Regions from separate parts of the Zea mays genome. Here all the other regions are linked to region 1. Evidence: chromatin contacts called from public Hi-C data. All regions are on one chromosome and are shown on one strand. The core of a region is the stretch at or near the end of the contact, and the rest is flanking DNA. Distances in the headings are between cores, read along the strand shown.

Region 1 (2,852 bases), core at 149-2,648:
TCGCCTTTTACAAGCTTGTTGCCCCGTTCAACGCAAGGCATGCCCATGCAATGTCACTACAAAGTGATCAAGGGAGATGGGCTCCAAAACTAAAGCTCCACCATTAGAAGGCAAAGGCTAGGGTTGCCACACATGAGGTAGAGTGTTTTGACCACACCATGAGGATGTATCAGGTTTTACAGAGGGGTGGTACAATGACAAATGGTGAAGTTCGATAGTCGAGGAGGCATAAGGTGGCCCTTGTTAAGTCTTCATGCACTTGTGGTGCACATAGAAACACCACTTTCTATGTTCTCATTACGTGACACTAACAAAGCTTCACAACTTTAACTATGACATTAGAAGTTTAGTGTTGATAACCTTGTGCTTCATGGTTTCCTCGTTTCGAGCCTTACTGAGGCTAGGGAGAGTGACCACCATACACCGAAATCCAAACAACCGATGGAACAAATATAAAACTAGAAACAAGACGAGACACAAAACGGTATGCATTAGCTCATGGAAAGAAAGAGACAGGTGATCAACCTCCTTTCTTTCTGACCCGAGCAAAACCAACATAGTAAATGTGGTAGACTAGGTCACCATTCACAAACATGCCAATGGCAGCTTATATCTAGATTCGAATGTTAAGGAGGTGTTTGAATGCACTAGGACTAATAATTAGCTGGAGACATCCAAACACCCTAGCTAATACTTTAGCTATTATCTATTTTTAGAAAAGTAGTCAATAGTTAGCTAGATATTTGTTAGCTGGATAATTTCACTAGCATTTTTTAGCCAACTAACTATTAGCTCTAGTACATTTAAACACCCCTAAGTCTAGATTATTATCTTACTATGTCTATGCATGTTTACTTTTTTGTTTACAAATATGTTGGATTAAGGGGTTGTTTGAATTCCCTAGAGCTAATAGTTAGTTGGCTAAAAATTATTAGCAGAATTAGCTAACTAACAAATATCTAGCTAACTATTAACTAATTTACTAAAAATAGCTAATAACTGAACTATTAACTAGTGTGGTTGAATGTCTTCAACTAATTTTAGCCACTAACTATTAACTCTAGCATATTCATCATTCAAACATCCCTGACCCACGTCATTTAATTTATGATTTGCCTGTGTTTTTTTTCAATTTTTGAAAAAAAAACTGGAACGAAAACCAAAAAAATGTCCCGTAAAGTTCAACCAGCGCACGAAACCCGTCGAAGTTTTTTTATTACAAAAAGGAAAAGAGATAGAACCCCGTCAACGAACGGCAAGTCCGCGGCCCAGCCCAAGACAGCCCCGAACCCGCACCGTCTCCTACTCTCTGGTGCGGGATGCACGGCCCTGCCATGCCAACGCCATCCCCGCCGGCCGCCGCATCACCACCTACACCCACCTGAAGAACGCCGTCCCCATAAACTCTCTCGGGCTCGATACTTTCCCCATCTCCCATCCCATCCAGCCATCCTCCGCTTTCCCTTCCCCTCGCCGCCCCCCACCCCCCAGATCGGCAAATCCGCCCGCACCTACCCCGCGCGCGTCGCGCGTCCCGGATGGCCATCGTCTCCTCCGCCCGACTCGTGGTTCCGTAGCATGGGCCACTCCCCCTCTTCCCTTTCCAAATCCGGCCCCTCCTCTCCACCGCGCCGCAGCAGGTCGTTCTCCCCCATGGCGCCGCCGCAGCAGCTGCGGCTGACCGCGCCGTTGCAGGTCGCTGCGGGGGGCAGCGGCAGCGACTCGTCCTCCTCGTTCGTGCCCCCCGCTCGGGACTACACCCAAGACCTGCCCGACGAGATCCTCGCGCTGGTATTCGCGTCGCTCTCGCCCACCGACCGCAACGCCTGCTCCCTCACCTGCTCCCGATGGATGGAGGTCGACGCCACCACGCGCCACCGGCTCTCCCTCGACGCCCGCGCCGCGCTGGGCAACGCGGCCACCGCGCTGTTCTCGCGGTTCACGGCTGTCACGAAGCTCGCGCTCCGCTGCGCGCGCGACTCAGGATTGGACAGCCTCTCCGACCACGGCGCTGCGGCGCTGGCCGCCGCGCTTCCCTCGGAGCGCCTCGCCAGGCTCAAGCTCCGCGGTCTAAGGAAGCTCTCCGACGCCGGGCTAGCCTCCCTCGCTGCCGGCGCACCAGCGATCCGCAAGCTCTCTATTGCGTCCTGCACCTTCGGACCCAGGGCATTCGTCGCCGTGCTCCAGTCGTGCCCCCTCCTCGAGGACCTCTCCGTCAAGCGCCTCCGCAGCGTAGCAGACACGTCCGGTGCCGCCAGTTCCATTGCTGAGGAGATCAAGTTTCCACCGGCTTTGTCCCTGCGTTCGGTTTGCGTCAAGGATCTATATAACGCTCTGTGCTTTGTGCCGCTTGTGGCGTCCTCACCGAACCTCCGCTCCCTCAAGATACTGCGGTGCTCCGGCGCCTGGGACCTGCCATTGGAGGTCATCGCTGCACGTGCTCCTGGCCTTGTTGAGCTTCACCTTGAGAAGCTACAGGTTGGCGACCGTGGGCTTGCGGCGCTTTCCGCCTGTGCCAATCTGGAAGTTCTGTTCCTTGTCAAGACCCCTGAGTGCACTGATTCAGGCATCATCAGTGTTGCCGAGAAGTGCCACAAACTCCGCAAACTGCATGTGGATGGGTGGCGCACAAACAGGATTGGAGATTTCGGACTCATGGCTGTGGCACGAGGATGTCCAGATCTGCAGGAGCTCGTTTTGATAGGGGTCAACCCCACCGTGCTGAGCCTTCGGATGCTTGGTGAGCACTGCCGGTTGCTGGAACGGCTGGCACTTTGTGGGTGTGAAACTGTGGGGGATGCTGAGATCATTTGCTTGGCTGAGCGATGGGCTGCGCTCAAGAAGCTCTGCAT
Region 2 (2,852 bases), core at 158-2,657, 130 kb after region 1:
AGATGCATCCGCTGCCAGGCAGTGGAAATCGATGGCCTGGGTGTTGCCTAGCCTTGGCAGCTTTGTCAGGGTCTCAACCAAACAAAGCCCTTACCGCGTGATTGGTTCTCTTTACTGTTTGTGCAGCTGCACTCGCGGAGATTTAAAGCGAACTGAGTTTGGTTTCCTTCGCTACATAGTCTCAGCAGATGCGAAAAGTGACCCCACCTAGGCCCGCGGGAGATACGTCGGCCACGCGTACGCGTGCGGGAGATACTGGCACACAAATCGAGAAGACTTTTCAGGTTGTTTTTACTGTGTGATCTAATTAAAAGATTTAATATCGAAGCGATTTTATATTTGTGTTTCTGAGATTTTTTTTAAACGAAACTAGACCAATATATTTATTTTTTTAAAAAAATGATGTTATATTCAACAGTCTAGTCAACCAAACACTGTGTACACTGATCTGCATGAGTTTATACAAACAACCAAATAAATATCTTACATGAGTTCAACCAGACGCTACTCATCCTGACTTGATTCGGATAGCCTAAGGGCCCGTTCGGTTGTACAGAAATAAACCATGATTTGTTCCAGCTCATCAAAATCTATATAAATTAGAGAAATAATCCGGCTAGGAATCAATCCGGGGCTCCAATCCCTAAAAACCGAACAGGGCCTAAGTGAACTCCTACAGTGAACCAATCAGAGTTCAGAGGGTTAAAAGCTCACATGGAAGTATGGAACACGTTACACGCTAGAGCACGTCCATTATTGGCATTCTTCAAATGCGAGGAGCAGGCATTATTCTAAATTATAATCCAGCCTTCCAGCCAGCTTGCATCCAAGTCAGAGCACGCAGGATGCCGGCACCACACCACTGATGATGATGCGACTGGCCAACGTGCTGGTTTGTGGCGGCAACCACAGTGTCTTCTCCTCTCTCTCTCTCTCTCAGCTTTCTGTCACGACGACCGTGGGGGCGTGCCGCGTGCGCATTTAGCAGCATACGAATCACGATACGGCCCGGGTGCCGTTCTGATTGCCCCCGGTTGGGGGTCCGGGAAGGCGTCGTGCGCCCCCCCACTACCTGGAATGCTCGATGCCCCAGGACGCAACGGCTAGGAACCAGCAGCCAGCATCCGATTCCACTTTATACTGACGGTGCCCGCTCAAACTTTTTGCCACCTGCAATGCAATCCGCGCACGCAGGATTCGTGGGTTACCAACCGTTGACTCCATTCACATATACACAATGGAAAAGATTGTCAACTCGTCGTCGTTGTACTCGAGCCCGCAAGCAAGAAGCGGTAACTGAATGAGATAGATTCACAAGGTAGCAAGTAAGCCCAATCATCACCGATTCACCAGCACGACCCCCCCATCATTTCTTGCCTTGCCCGCTCTCTCTGTCCCGGGGCCGGGGCCAGACTTGGCAGCAAAGAGACGCGACAGCGCCATCAGCCAGCCGCCACGCCATCGATGGTCGCCGTCTTCAACAAGGACGTGCTGAGCTGGTACCTCATCACGATCAAGCTCAGGGAGGCCGTCGACGCCAAACTCCAGAGGTCAACCCCGCCTCCGCGGGACCTGCCGCTGCGGCTCACGAACGGTGACGCGTCGCCGCCGCTCCAGCGCCAGCCGGCCACGGCCAGGTCGCGGGCGCAGTCCCCGGCGCACAGCCCCAAGCCGCAGGACTCGGAATGGGTGGTCGCCATCCGCGGGAAGCTGGCGCAGGCGCGGTCCGAGGCGGCGGCCCTGCCCTGGGCGCGCCTGTCCGTGTACCGCGTGCCCAAGTGCCTCCGCGACGGCGACGAGCGCGCCTACACGCCGCAGGCGGTGTCCATCGGCCCGCTCCACCGCGGCCGGCGCCGCCTGCGGGAGATGGACCGCCACAAGTGGCGCGCGCTGCACCAGGTGCTCAAGCGCACGGGCCACGACGTCACCGCCTACCTCGGCGCGGCGCAGGCTCTGGAGGACCGCGCGCGCGCCTGCTACGAGGGCCGCGCCGCCGGGATGGGCAGCAACGACCTCGCCGAGTGCCTCGTGCTGGACGGCACCTTCGTCCTGGAGCTGTTCCGCGGCGCGCTGGACGGCGGCAAGGGCTTCGTCGACGACCTGGGGTACTCGCGCCACGACCCCGTCTTCGCCATGCGCGGCGCGATGCACGCCGTGCGCAACGACATGATCCTGCTCGAGAACCAGCTGCCGCTCTTCGTGCTGGACCTCCTGCTCGGCATCCAGCTCGGGAACCCGGAGCAGACCGGCGCCGTCGCGGCCCTCGCCGTGCGCTTCTTCGATCCGCTCATGCCCACCGACGCGCCGCTGCGCCGCGAGGACCGGTCCAGGCTGGAGTCGTCCGTCGGCGCCGAGGCCACGGCGGCGTTCGACCCGCTGCGGGGCCCGATGCTCCACTGCCTCGACGTGTTCCGCCGGAGCCTCCTGCGCGCCAGCGTGCAGCCCACGCCGCCGCCGCCGCCGCCGGTGCGGCTGTGGCCCAGGAAGTGGTCCGTGCCGCGGCGCGTGGCTGACAAGCGGCGGCAGCAGTTCGTGCACTGCGTGTCGGAGCTCCGGGAGGCGGGCATCAGGTGCCGGCGCCACAACACGGACCGCTTCTGGGACATCAAGTTCGACAAGGGCGTGCTCCACATCCCGCGGATCCTCGTCCACGACGGCTCCAAGCTGCTCTTCCTCAACCTCATCGCCTTCGAGCAGTGCCACATGGACATCGCCACCCCGGGCGGCAACAACATCACCTCCTACGCCATCTTCATGGACAACCTCATCAACTCGGCGGAGGACGTCAAGTACCTGCACGACCGCGGCATCATAGAGCACTGGCTCGGCAGCGACGCAGAGGTGGCCGATCT
Region 3 (2,852 bases), core at 111-2,610, 140 kb before region 1:
CCTCCGCAGCCCGTACGGTCGCTCGTAGTCGCAGTCGTGCGGTCGTGCCTCTCGATTGCCGCGTAGAGTTGGCCTGTGTTACTTTAGCAGCTGCGCTTCTGCTTGGAAAGCTTCGAGTCCATGGCGTTTCTTCTGCGAGAGCTGCAGACTTGGGCAAGCGGTTTCCTTTTTCCTTTCGGCTTCGGGAGTTTGTTTGGACGTGATCATACGTCTCATTGGTTTCCATTCTTCCTAGTTTTGTACGTCTTCTCGGCTTTTTAAGTTTTTATCATCGTCTCTTTGTCTTTCCACCGATTTATTTATTTATTTATTTTTTTGCTGAGAGCAAAATTGGGTCTTTAAAAAAAATGTGCCACCAGTATCTCGTTACTCCCCACTGTCGCCACTGCATCGTTCTGTAGTTGTCTACTTGTCTCACTCACCTCTGACTCTGATTAAGTTAATAGCTCCAGCTTGGCGTCCACATCCGGTAGAGAACAAAGCCGTGCGCCTTTTACCTTCTCTCACCGACTCACCCTCTGATCTTTGCCACATTCCACTCTTCCATCTTGCCTGTCGCCGTCGTTTTCATGTCGTTAGGCGTGCCGGCCAACCTGCTTTTGGCTTCTATAAGACTGACCGCAAAGGCTGCCCCTACGCAGCCCCCTCCCCTTGCATGGCGCGTGCAGGGGGCGCTCCACGCGCGCAGCGGTGCCCCTGCACCGCTCCCTAGCCCGCCGTCCTCCTCTCTCTCCCTCTCAATCTAGCGTGTCACTATTCATCACCCTAAACACTGTGTTGTGGGTCCACGAGTAATTGTTAGTAGATAAAAAATTGATAGTTGGTATAGAAAATGATATTTTATAGTGGTAGTGGGGTATAGGGGGAGTATTTAGGGGGAACCGCTACGGGAGATGGAAAAATAGGGGGAAAAATAGGGGGAAAAGTGATATAGGGGGAAAAATTTAGGAGTAACGGTTGTGGATAGCCTAAAACAGCAGCAGGGCCATGGACTGTGCTATGTGTGGCCTATGCCTGCAAAAAGCCCAGCTTTAGGCATGTGTGTTTTCTCTGAAAGGACGGCATCTAGCTACAGCGATATACTCTGAGTCTGGCATCGTGCCCGAGTTCAAAAATAAGACCCGAAACCTTTCAAAAATTCATGCTGAGACCTAGGAGCACCCCAAAGCTGAAACCTCTTCAAGCTCTGGTTACCTATATATCGACTCGCCACTCCACTAGGCTAACTGTCATGCTCCTGTCTTTCAGTTAGACTTCTTTAGGCTTTATGGATCTCAGGTACAAGCCTAGTTCGTTTTCTACATGTCCCTGCACTTATATCCTCTCTTTTTTTTTTGCCATAACTAACATTTTCAGGACTCTGTATCAATGTTGCAATGCTCAGAGGTCGCGTTTATGATCAGAAGAAGGCAATGATCAACTTGTTCGACCTCAGGGCAGGGATGTCTAGCACGAACAAGCTCACAGATCGAGCTCGTATAGATGGTACACAGATTTCTACCACTTTTGTGTTTTTGTTGCAATGCTGTTGAATGCAATTGCTCTACAAGACTTGGTTTTATTTATCTTCTCTACTGCTGGAAAATATTACTGCATTTCTAGAAGTGGTGGTACTTGGGGCTGGGGAGATGCAATCTTTTTGCAATTGGACCGGGACAAATATTTCCGATGCCCTCTTTTGTGTTGAGACTAGATTGCATTGGTGTCTTGTGGACAATGACTCCTTTGCACCATGTTTGGCATTTTAAATCTAGAAGATGACATGCTTGTCTTTTTCTTGTTTTCCCCCATCTTAGATTAAAAAGTATTCAGAGGTTGTCTTGTTCCTTTTCAACCTTGCAAGGACTGATTCTCAAAACTAACTGCTGTACGTTCTGCTCGGATATTTCAGGTTCTCCAGCATGTAGAAGCTGGCAAGATGTCAAGAGAACTGTTGATCCTGCTAAAGTTTATGCCAATGATAAAGTAGTAAGTAGCATGCCGTGTCTGTCCTGATTTATACTACCATTTTCTTTAGGTGTTTTTTTCTATTAAATATAACGTAGTAAGCGAGAGCCTACTAAATTTCATTGAAGTGATACACTTCTTGTGTTCTAATAATAAGAATATTTCTGCAGGGAGCTAGTAACTGGAGCTCATCAAGAAATAATTCAAATGCATCTCCATTGGATATGGCATCAGAAAAGGAGATGTCCAAGGAGTTGGAGTCAAAGAAGAAGTCGCCAAGTGTGGTTGCCAGATTAATGGGACTCGAAGAAGATCTACCTGGTCAAGAGCTAGCATTACATCCTGCTAAAGGAAAGTTGAAGAAAAGACACTTAAATGGCAATTTGGCCGAAACAAACAATCTCCATCAACATCAAGAGCAGTACCTTTCCAGTATCACAACATGCGACAAACACATAGGACCCAAAGAAACAGTTGAGTTTAAGGATGTTTACGAAGTCAGTGAAGAACCATTAAGAACATACCATCTTCACGACCAAACTTTTCCTAGGGAAATGTCTTCCAGGAGCAAGAGGGACATAAGGATGGAGATTGTTCGTCAGAATTTCATGGAAGCAAAGCGTCTTGCTACAAATGAGAAACTCCTACATTCAAAGGAGTTTCAAGATGCTCTTGAGGTTCTAAGTTCCAACAGAGATTTGTTCCTAAGTTTCTTGAGGAACCGAACTCTACTCTCTCAAAGCAGCTAGCTGGACTTCACAGAAGCCCGTCACCACCTCAGACAAAGCGTATTACTGTGTTGAAACCAACTAAATTTGTTGAACACGTGATGCCAAGGACACACCGGAGGTCTCATTCAGCACAAGTTACCTTATCCCAGCCAACCAGGATAGTTTTTTTTTTGA

What was found. Hi-C and Micro-C count contacts between places; a contact is called where the count stands out from the background.
Region 2: a contact with region 1 is called in a Hi-C map of ear, with 1.6 times the contacts expected there. The contact joins the promoter of LOC100191886 here to the promoter of LOC100284044 in region 1. A contact is called at or near these places in 2 of 25 Hi-C or Micro-C datasets (ear and leaf).
Region 3: a contact with region 1 is called in a Hi-C map of leaf, with 5 times the contacts expected there. The contact joins the promoter of LOC109943046 here to the promoter of LOC100284044 in region 1. A contact is called at or near these places in 3 of 25 Hi-C or Micro-C datasets (ear, leaf and tassel).

The regions. Positions count from the first base shown.
Region 1 is chr10:131,648,448-131,651,299 of Zm-B73-REFERENCE-NAM-5.0, reverse strand. LOC100284044 reads left to right here and starts at 1,398. Exons shown (of 1, transcript NM_001156942.2): 1 at 1,398-2,852. The coding sequence starts at 1,579.
Region 2 is chr10:131,514,560-131,517,411 of Zm-B73-REFERENCE-NAM-5.0, reverse strand. It overlaps LOC100191886 (UPF0481 protein), which reads left to right and starts at 1,407. Exons shown (of 1, transcript NM_001137310.1): 1 at 1,407-2,852. The coding sequence starts at 1,465.
Region 3 is chr10:131,786,279-131,789,130 of Zm-B73-REFERENCE-NAM-5.0, reverse strand. It overlaps LOC109943046, which reads left to right and starts at 1,360. Exons shown (of 3, transcript XM_020545809.1): 1 at 1,360-1,485; 2 at 1,892-1,968; 3 at 2,118-2,852. The coding sequence starts at 1,377. The coding sequence ends at 2,696.